Regions from separate parts of the Arachis hypogaea genome. Here region 2 is linked to region 1. The links are chromatin contacts, called in public Hi-C maps. All regions are on one chromosome and are shown on one strand. Each heading gives the region's core, a stretch centred on a gene start, on an enhancer-like site or on the middle of the called end of the contact. The rest is flanking DNA. Distances are from core to core; before and after follow the strand shown. Region 1 holds the start of LOC112723119 (pumilio homolog 24). Region 2 holds the start of LOC112723129 (protein DEHYDRATION-INDUCED 19).

The links. A called contact is a pair of places that touch in the nucleus more often than the background predicts.
Region 2: a Hi-C map of leaf shows a contact between it and region 1, with 9 times the contacts expected there. The contact joins the promoter of LOC112723129 here to the promoter of LOC112723119 in region 1. A contact is called at or near these places in 2 of 8 Hi-C or Micro-C datasets (both in leaf).

Annotation. Positions count from the first base shown.
Region 1 is chr11:142,165,689-142,171,199 of arahy.Tifrunner.gnm2.J5K5, reverse strand. It overlaps LOC112723119 (pumilio homolog 24), which reads left to right and starts at 2,923. Exons shown (of 17, transcript XM_025774360.3): 1 at 2,923-3,383; 2 at 3,473-3,526; 3 at 3,670-3,731; 4 at 3,829-3,910; 5 at 4,037-4,160; 6 at 4,236-4,319; 7 at 4,692-4,806; 8 at 5,365-5,511. The coding sequence starts at 3,159.
Region 2 is chr11:142,312,790-142,318,300 of arahy.Tifrunner.gnm2.J5K5, reverse strand. LOC112723129 (protein DEHYDRATION-INDUCED 19) reads left to right here and starts at 2,223. Exons shown (of 5, transcript XR_003163032.3): 1 at 2,223-2,422; 2 at 2,509-2,663; 3 at 3,210-3,412; 4 at 3,498-3,749; 5 at 3,878-4,141. It overlaps TRNAT-AGU (transfer RNA threonine (anticodon AGU)), which reads right to left and starts at 2,127; the gene lies at 2,054-2,127. LOC112723128 reads right to left here. Exons shown (of 6, transcript XM_025774371.3): 3 at 5,501-5,511; 4 at 5,333-5,418; 5 at 5,138-5,229; 6 at 4,401-5,050. The coding sequence ends at 4,806.

The DNA of each region.
Region 1 (5,511 bases), core at 1,674-4,173:
GCGACAGCATCGCTTGTAAGGAGAACAAGGGTGGCGACACGTATAGGAGAAGAAGGTGCAGCGGCAACGTCGAGAGTAGGGGCGGCGTGATGCAGGGAAGAAGAAAGTGTAACGGCAGCGTCGGTTGCAGGGAGCACAGAGGCAGAGGGTTGGGGCAGCAGCATAATAGAAAAGGAGAAGCTGGCTTCGTTGCAGTGGGTGAGGGCGGCGCTGAGAAGCTTTGTTGCTAGCGATGGTAAGCAACGTGACAAGGAAGGCGACAGTGGAATTACTGCGGTAAAAATAGGGTTTAGGGTAGGTGAAAGTGGAAATAGGTAATGGAAACGGTGAAAGATAAAAGTGAAATTCGGAATAAAAATGAGTAATCAGGTTGGGATGTTTTTTTCATGGTTATTAGGCCTCAGGATGCAGCCCGTTATTTATATTGTTCACACCCTCGTTGTCTACCTGGTGGAATTAGGTTGAATATAATTAGGGATGATAATGCGTATCCATGGGGCGGGAACCCTCTCTCTATTCCCCGTCCCCGTTTAGAAAATTGCCTTTCGTCCCCGCTCCATTTCTATCAAGGGCTCCATTTATTTTTTTCCGTGGGATAGGCAGATATCTGTAGGTATCCGTGAATATTAAATTTTAAAAATGAAAAAAAAAACTACAATTTATAATTTAACTAAAATGTATCAAATTAAAAACAATTCAAACACATTCAACATAATAACATAAACTCAAAATCTCCCACATACAAATTAAAATAAAATAAAATAAAAAAATTTTTAACATAGTAATATAACAAATTTTGATTGACGATGATAATTCAATAATAGTACTCCTTCCTATAATAATACAAATTTAAATAATTAGTGTATATATATATATATAAATGATATTTTAATAATTTCACACTAGTTGGAATTTAACCGGTCCCCATAGGATGGATAACTCAATCTCCACTTCTATTCTCGTTTATTCATGGGGACGGTCCCTGTGGAAATTTCGCGAATTTCCATTCTGTTTCCCGTTGCGAATTTTTTCTGCGAATCCCTGTGAATTCGAGTTTTTTCTGCCATCCCTAAATATAATGTTAATTTTTTATTATCCACATGGCATGCTATGATTGTTAAACCATATTCAGGCAACAGCCCAATACCATAATAAAGACGAGCATACAAGAAGCCAAAAAGGTGGGGTGGTACTCCCATCCTGTTCAAACCACATGCTAACTATATATATTACGTGCTTTCACATTGCCAGCAACCCACATGTTCCTACTTCGTGTGTTTGTACAAACGACATAGGGAGCAAACTGTGAAAACTCAAAAGGGAAACTCTTCTTGTTCTTAGGCAAAGAGAATAATAATATGTTCAAACTTAAATTTTCAAATTTTAAAAAATTACTTTTTTTTTGGGTATCAAACTGTGAATGCAACAGAATAAAAACTCTTATTTATTCTTGAAATATTTAAGAAATTCTTTTTGGTGCACAAGGTGGGGGTAATAGAACTAATTACTATGCTCAGTTGATGATAAAACATGACACATGTTACGGTCAATGGATAGATATTAGATAGTGAGGTGGACCAATATTTGCTTCACCAATAATGGTGGATGGGGAGGACTAAGTTATCTTGAGTTTGAGCCTCGCCAGTTATATATATACTTATTTGACTAGCGCTCCTAAGCAAGCAAAACATTAAGCATTAAATTAAATGTACACCTTAGTGGTCACACCGTCACAGGACCACAAACACAAACACAAAATAAAGATTTTGTGGTTCAATGTACGTACCAAAAATAACTAAAAAACACTTGCTGCTAAATTCACACGATTCTGCACTCTGCATGCATGCGATATAAAACATATATTAAATAGACAACCACTTTATGTGTACACTAAAATCAGTTACTAAGTTTAATTATTAAGGTAGAATACACATTAAAAATGAGTTAAACTATAGTACTATACATATATTTATACACAAATATATAATGACTGATTTTAGTGTGTAAATAATATTTTTATAAATAGACATATTGTGGTTTCTAATTCTAACCCCACAACATTTCAGTATCAATCCGAAATTTATAGCCCCTACTATGCATGACCACAAAAATAATACAAGATATATATGCCGCGGATCACGCCAAAATCTACCATGCCTAAAAGTAACAACAACAAATAATTGTAATGGAATGTTTTTTGTTTGATTCATCCTGCAATGAACTTTCTTTTCAGTTTTCACTGCCGCTAATTACTCCTCAGAATTGAGAGACACAGCAACGTGGACTTCACATCCAAATTTAAATTTCCGATTCCCGGGACTTATCATGCGTGCACCAAATGTTGTTGGACTAGTCGATGCTAGTGGAAAGTGCAACCCAACTTTGTTAGAATCGTACCACCATGGCATATTGGCATGAATCAATTCTATCTTTATTTTTAAAGTTTTTGTCAGAGACATGCATGCCCAAGAAGATTAGGCAATGTGGACCACAGATAATCTTATACATTTTCAATTATATGGAAAAGAAGTCCAAGTACAGTTTCGTCATCTATTGTTGGGCTAAGTTATTTTGGGCCTAGTTTGTTTTGGGCCTTTTAATGTAATTGGACTCCAAAATGTTTGGGTTGTCTTTTTATTTTGTTTTACTTTCTTAAATTTGTAAAAAAATAAAACCCAAAAAATAGAAAAAAAACCAAAAAAATAAAATTATATTTTTTGTTTTTACTCTTTTTTTTTCTTTAATTCACAAAATTTTGAAAAAAACAAAAAATAAATAAATTCTAAGTTAGATTAATTTTTGTTAAAATTTATAGATAAAACAAGATCCAGAATTTTAAATTTTTTTTTTATACAAGTCTGAAATGTATCAAGGGAAAAAAAATTCTCAGTTTATATTTTATTTAGAAAAAGGGATCAAATTACATAATCATTTTCATTTGATTCATTGCATTTGCAGAACAAATAAAATAGAAATACCTTTTATCAGTATTTAATTTTAATATTTTTGTTGTGATTTTTTATTTGTTATGAGTAATTGTTGGTACTTAGATAAACCCTAGTGGTAGGAGTCGAAAACCCCAGCTTCATGCTCTGCGTAACAGAGCCCCTCTCTTCTTCCAACTAAACTCAACTTCAGGGCTCAGAGATTGAGTTTCAATGGCGCCGAAGAAGCAGGACGATGGAAGCACCAAGAAGAGGAAGCGGATTCCAGCTTCGGGCTCTAACGCCGAAGCATCACATGAATCCCCTTCTAAGGCTCCTAAACTCTCTGCCTCTAAGAAACCCTTCAAATCCCTCAAAACACGCAAACCAGACGCCGTTCCTAAAGACAAGACCAAGAAGGCTCCCCTTACAGGTCGAGAACGTCGTCTTCATGCTAAGGTCTTAAAACGTTACCAATTTGCTTTCAAATGCATTTGAATCTGTGTTTTGTTATTGAATCGGTGGAACATTTTGTTGTTTGATTTCAGGAACTTGCGGAGGCTAGGAAAAAGAAGAGGAAGCGCCATTTCACTCTTGAGCAAGTGAGTACTTATGCTCATTCATCGTGTATTTATTTATTCATATTTGGGATTTAACTTTAAGCTTTGGATTCTGTTGATATGTTTAGTTAAAATCTTTACAGCTTTGGGATATTATGGTTAATTAAATAAATAATCGTAAACAGGAGCTTGCACGCCTATGGGAAAAGATGAGGCGTCATGAGGTTGCCAAAGAGGATAGAGCCAAGTATGTATATTTAGGAAAGATTTTCAGTAATGAAATTCCTTATCTTTGTTTTCTTTCTCTTGCTCATGTTTTACTTTGGAATTTTGTATAACTCAAGGCTGGTGACAGAAGCTCTGCAAAAGATGAAGGGGAAAATTCCTGAAATTGCAGGGTCTCACATTTCTTCTCGGGTTCTTCAGGTATATAATGTTGCTAACTTGCTGAATTTCTATCTCTATTTAAGGGTAAAGGAAAAATTGGTTTCACATTCTTTCAGAGTAGCTGGCAGTTTTAATATCTTCAATTATTTCTCTCTTTAATTGTAGACTTGTGTCAAGCATTGCTCACAAGCTGAAAGAGATGCAGTGTTCGAGGAACTTAGGCCACATTTTCTATCCCTAGCGTACAATGCGTATTCTGTTCACTTAGTAAAGAAGATGCTGGATAATGGTAATAGTCAACCTGAAATATGTTTCTAGTGATATGTTACTTTTTTCCTTATCCGTGATCCTTCCACATTTTCAGCCTCCAAGAAACAACTAGCAGGCTTTATCTCCACTCTTCGTGGTCATGTTGCTCCTCTTCTTCGCCACATGGTTGGGTCAGTTGGTATGTATCAGTGTTTTGCAGTTGTTCATGGTTTACCTCATGTTTCAGATTCAAAGTTTTAACAAGTGGAATGGTTTTTGCCTTTTTTCCTTGTGTTGTATGTCTAGCAGTATATTCACACGAAGCTTAGTTTGAATCTAGCTTGCTTCGCGTGTGAATAAATCAGATGGGAAAAAAAAAATAAAAAAGATCCAAAAATATTATTTTCATGGCTTTGTATTAATTTTAAAGCATGATAAGGATTGTCACCTGTTAACATTTTGTACCCTGTGCAATTCAAATGCAATGATATGATATGATCATATGAATGTTTCGACATTTAGCCAAAATTAATTCTCCTTATATATCTATGTGCCACTTCATGCTATGCAGTTGTTGAGCATGCTTATGAGTTATCAAATGCTGCACAAAAGCAAGAGCTGCTGTCAGAATTGTACTCCACGGAACTTCAATTGTTTAAGGATCTAGTTTCACTGAAGGAGAGCAGGTAAATCTTATGTTGATACTAATTGGATGAAACATTTGAAAAACTATTGGCCATTACTGCAGCTGTTCTTTTTGAGGGTATGAATAGCACAAAAGGACATAATCCGATCTATGGTGGTTGATAGAAAGGAAAGATGAAACTTCAGTTCCACATTCTTTTTTCCTTCCTCTTTTTGAGATCTTATATTTATATCCTTCCTGTCTGAAAAATTTGGGTGGGGGTTTAGAAAAAGGGGTGCAACATTTGCAGCTTATGCAACTTTTAAGTTAATTAGTTATTTCCTGACTGATTATATATTAGTACTTACAATGCTAATAAAAAAAAAACTAAAACAACTCAGAAATCATAGTTTGTTGAATTTTTTAAACTCAACTTGGTTATATATTTGCTAGTGAATATTTCTCATTTTAATATGATCCATATGTTTTATGGAGCTTGCAATTCAAAAACCACTTGCAATCCTCCTGATATTACTTATCTTGTTCACTATGGTTCGCTTGCTCTCTCTATGTACTTCTGTGTCTGTAATGTTTTCTTATTTTTTTAATTGTATTTCAGGTTGTTAGATGTAATTTCCAAGTTGGGTCTACAAAAGGGTTCAGTTATCCGACATATGACGTCAGTGATTCAGCCAATTCTAGAGAAAGGGATTGTTGATCATTCTATCATACATCGAGTCTTATTGGAATATTTCAGCGTTGCTGA
Region 2 (5,511 bases), core at 974-3,473, 150 kb before region 1:
TTTTTTTTTTAAATAAGCTAGTATATATATATTATTTTGTGGACTCGACTTAAAATCTAACCAACCCCTAAAAAAAAGTACACACACTAAATAAAAATACCCATTCAACAATACTTTTTTTAAGCTACATTTAAAAAGCGTAGCATATTTACACTTTTTTTTGTATTACCCTTTTATAAGAGAATAAAAATACAATTATGACATCATATTATTGAATATAATAATAATATTTTAACAGTAATCCTCTTTCTAATATGCATATGCATACACATACCTTAATTTTCTTCTATAATTTAGAGATTATTTTATAAAAATAATGTTATATATATAAATTTTTAGGAGCCAATAAAATTTATTATTTTTAAATAATATTTTTAATTATCAATTTAATTTTTTAGTTTAATAACTTAATTATATATTTATATTTTTAAATATTATGAACTTATTATTAGACAAAAATAATAATTTTTGTTAACTCTCTATTGGTCATGTGTGTGTATGGAGACGGGTCAAAAGAGTTGAAGTGGGAGGCTAACTAATTAAGAAAAGAGGAAAGGTCTCGTTGACAAGAAAGGAGATGGTTTCCTTCGTCATTATTCATGAGTTGACATGTGTGATGCCAACGTTTCATTTGTACGAATCAAACACACAATAATAATGATTCTGTGAGTGGTGCTTGCTCTTAAAATTCACAATACAAAGCTAACAAGGTAAACATGCATGTGGTGGTGGTCCTTTGAATTATTTGAACCCCCCCAGTCCCTAAATTAAATAAACCCCTATGTAAGTATTCTTCTCTTTTTTAATTAGCAAATAAGAATAGTCATGACTAAATGGTTCTTCAACACCAAAAACGTGACGCCTATCTATACAACTATGAGTCGTCTAATAAGGCAAACATATTAGTCCACCGACAAAGTTGCATCTTCAATTCTTCATAAAAGCTAAGGTTGTCCACTTTACTAAGCTTGGTTTTCTTTGTTACAGGCATAATTAGTCATTGTTTATTTCTATCTGTTTAAATTTTTTATAGAAGCAGTATTATTACATGTAACTCATTATTGTTATCTTTCATACCCTCTATAGCATATCTATAAATTAATCAAGAAGAACATTCAATTCAGCAGCAACTATGCGCCCCGGGGAGATTGGTTTCGCATTTTGCTGTATATATAAAAAAATTAATTATAATATATTTGTGTATAAATATATATTATTTAATTTATTTTATTTAGATGATGATATTTTTATTTTGTTCTAAAGATTAATCTGTTGCGAACCCGCGACACTTACTTAAACGGGTTAGTGAGCTAACCACTAGATCAACCCAATTTGGTTCTAATTTCATATAATTTAATTTGATATACATAAATCAAGATCATGAATCGGCAACATTTTTTTTTCCCATAAAGCTAGCTAAGTACGTAGCATCTCAAAGTGAACAAGTAGCTTGCAGTGTGTTAGCGCTTTTCGTACAACACGTATTGATGATCCAGTGCACGTGGTGCAAACCATAACCATCGCCTGACATGTTTGTTATTCATCCTTGCTTACCTTCTTGTGCTACCATTATCTTTTGGATTTGAAGATAACGAAAGAAAATGAAAATGGATTTATGCTGTAATTGTCGCTCACTTTTATCTTTGAAATTTATTCTTTGACGTTTGTTATATTAATGTCCACATTTGCTTTTCCCTCATCATGATTAGAATAACATATCCTTTTAGCTAACGAATATTACATCATCCTTCTATATGTGTCAATCCAGGAGGAACAATCATAGGGTTCAATTCTATCTCCTCATGATAATATGATTGATGAAATGAAAGTCCAAAAACGAAAAGGAAGAAAGCAAGCCAAAATAATTGGACCATGTCTTGCAAAGGGTAAATCGGTAAATGTAAAAGGTCACATGCACTATCTCAACAGCTTTGTTCGTTTCTTTTTTGGACCTCACAAAGGATATTGGGCTGGGTCCTTTGATTGCCAAAAAAAAAAAAAAAAAAAGACCAATGAAGGACCTCAACAGAGGCCTATTAAAAATTTGAAAACTTGCTCTCGTTGAGAGTCGAACTCAAGACCTCCCGCTTACTAAACGGGTGCTCTAACCAACTGAGCTACGAGAGCTTATTGGAAAATATGCCATTCAAATTATAAGTATTCAAAATATTTTCCTGGGAAAATTGGCGGGTGTCTCCTCAAGCTGAACGGTAAGAGCCTGAGAGGCAGTTAGTTAAGAATTCTCAAGTGTGATTCGGAAATGTGAGAGACACGTGGCGTTCTGCATTCTCTTCTCTTCGCTGAGGTAGTTAGGGTTTTACTTACCAGTGTGTCTGAACACTGAACTGAACTGAATAGAATTCAAGAATGGAACCCGATCCTTCCTTTACTTTCAGCAGCACTGATGTTCAATCTCTTGCCGGTTCTCTCTTCTTTCTTAGCTCTTTTTCCTTCTTTTGTTTTCGTCGTTTCTTCATTGTATCAGTCAATGATCGCATTGTGTTGCAGATCTGCTCGCAGATCTGGTCCTCGGTGAGAAATCGGTGGATGATGATTTGAGGCCGAAGCAGGAGTTTATGTGCCCTTTTTGCGGCGAAATTCACGACGCCGATGCACTTAGCTACCACATTCATGATCAGCATCCCCGGCATCTCACCAATGGGGTATTCACTTCTTTCTCTTCTCTTCTCTTCTCTTTCTTTCTTTCTTTCTTTCTTTCAGTTCTAATTCCGATGTCCTTTGCCGTTATTATTGTTATTTTTGTAATCATAATAATTTCTTGTACGTGTGCAGCTCCTTTTCAATTTGTTGTTTCTTGTTTTAATAATGATCATGGTGTTATTCTGAAACTTTGATGTTCCTTCCAGTTCTTTAGCGTTTTTTACTTTCTTCTTTTATGAATTGCTATGGCGGTCTTTTAATTACGAATGGAGTGGAAGTATGGAACTGTAGCATTTGTAGGTAGGAGTTTTGACTGTGATAATCAAAACGGAAATGAATTGTTTATAACTGTTAATTTTTTAGATTACATCAATCAACTTATTTTTGAAAAAGTTTCCATATGAAATAATTATGTCATCGGTCCATGCAAATTGGATTCGTTTTTAATCATGTTTATCCACTTAAGTTGGGATCATTATTATTGTCTAGGTAATTTAGGGTAGTCACATTCATGTTCCTCGTTGAAATTTCACAGCTTATGTTTTCAGGACTGTCCAATTTGTGAAGACTCGTTTGGGATGGAACTTGTCGGTCATATTGCTAAAGAACATGGAGATCTTCTGAAAATATCCTTTAGAAGCTGGGATTCTTTCCATTTTTTGGTTATTTTTAGTTTTCACCTGCTGCTGAATTGGATCCACTCTTATTTAATTGCACCAGCCACATTAATCCGGGGATATATTTTGATATGGTATATTTCATTCCAACTACTATTCTTTTTCTTGCTAGATGTGATGGATAATTGGTGTGGTTTTTACAAGTTTCTCCTTGACCAGAAATTACGTGCAGCGCAAAAGAAGGTACAGAACTGGAGGCCCGAATCCTACATCGAGACAAGAACTGGATGAAGAAATACGGAAACACCTATTAAGAGATTTTTCATGCATAGCTCCCTCTGAGCTTGATCCTTTGCTCTCATCATTTATTTCCACCCGAGTTTTAGCTGACGAACAATGCAGTGCACAAGTACAACCTTCTCCATTGGAAGCTATCGAAATGCAAAGTTTAGAAGACGATTTCTTGGAAAGGTAGGAATGTCGGTATTTTATGTTTGATCAAAGGATTTTCGTGCTTGGAATCTCAGGTTGATATGACAATGTTTAGTCTTACTGTCAAGATCGTCCTTCACAGCTGTTTCTTTCCTTATGCTGTTCAGGGAACCTGAACCGTTGCAACCATTGGACAACCATCTAGCAGAGAAAGATCCAAGGTTTGAGTTCGTTCAGAGGTTACTGATGTCTGCTATTCTTGATAATAACTTACCAATGAAATTGTAGCTAGTTCTGACGTTATTGAGGGAGGGGGTTTATGCTCATTGATAGAGTGAATATGTAGCAGAAGGATTGAATGTGTCCATAATGTAACTAGACTTATCGGCAATTGTTCATATAAATGCAATTAATAGTATTTTGATTTTTGATTGTCACCTGTGCTGCTTCCTCTTGGCCAATGGCCATTGTGAATGAAATATCCGCAAACAAGCATGGATTCTTAGATGAGTGACAATTTCGAGTCCCAACCCAAATAGTTGCCAATTTGCCATTTTACAATACATTACTTTGTACATCGCCCGTTTCAAATTCAGCTTTTAATTTGCGGTTAACCTTCTATCCAACATTAAACGACAAACATTAGGAAGAAGCAGCTTGTTAGTGTAACATCTGATCTTAACACAAGGATTTGTATACTGGGAATCAACATGTATCGCATATGCTAGACAACAATAAGTGAAATAAGTTCTTTTACATAGACTTTGGCTCTTTACCCTATGATCTAGACAAGCCACAAAAAAGAAGAAAATCTTGGTTAAAAAGACTTGACATCCTGTGAAGAACAGAACTACAAAAGTAGACCATCCTCAAATGAAGAACGTATAAATTTCAATGCCTACTCTTTTCCTGAAATACTTAAAGAGGCACAAACCCTTCTGTACTATTTTAGGAAAACAAGTGATCCTAAAGTTTATGTATAGCCTTCCGGAAAAATAACTGTTCAATTAATGGACAACACAGTATATTAGGCAGGAGCTGGGCAGCTTCTGTTTTTGAAATAAAAAACAAGGTAAGAAAAAATTATATCTTTGCTCATCTCAGATATGTACAACGGGTAATAAAGTAATTATAATCAGGATGTTCAATACGCAATCGCCTGAGCCAGTTTTCGGCAGATTGCATCAGAGAATTGGCTTTCTGACATTCGGAAACCCCCTCAGGATCCCAGACAGAAACTTTGAACTTGTGAAAAGCAAGCCCAAAGATTGGCAGGGATAACTTTGATGATATGTCCCTACCTCTTGAATAATGGATATGAAGCCCATCAGTATTTGGACCTGATTCAAAGGTTAAGCAAGTAAGATTGATGTCCCTTCACATACATTTTGCACATATAAAAGCTTAACAAAGATAGCAAGGCATACTCTGCAAAGCCGTCGACAGGGAATGGTAGGTCAGGAAGCAGGCACTCAGGCTCTGTAGCGTTGGACCAGTAGGTATTCTATATATTGGATACCTTCATAACAGAAACAGAAAATATTCCTTTCAAAATTAACAATTATAACATGAATTATCCACCCACAACAATTTGAAAACCAATAAGAATAGAAAAAACATACCAAGCCAGTGAAACCCAACTAGCAGGTGAGAGATCACAGCTCCAGTATGTCTTTAACTCTGGAAAGTGACGTGCAAGATCAGAAATCTGAGTCAAACAATATGAGGATTTGTTAGACTTTAAAAGAAAAAGTCCCAATGTGGTATTTTACCAAAGGAAAATGTCTTGCCTTGTCTGCTA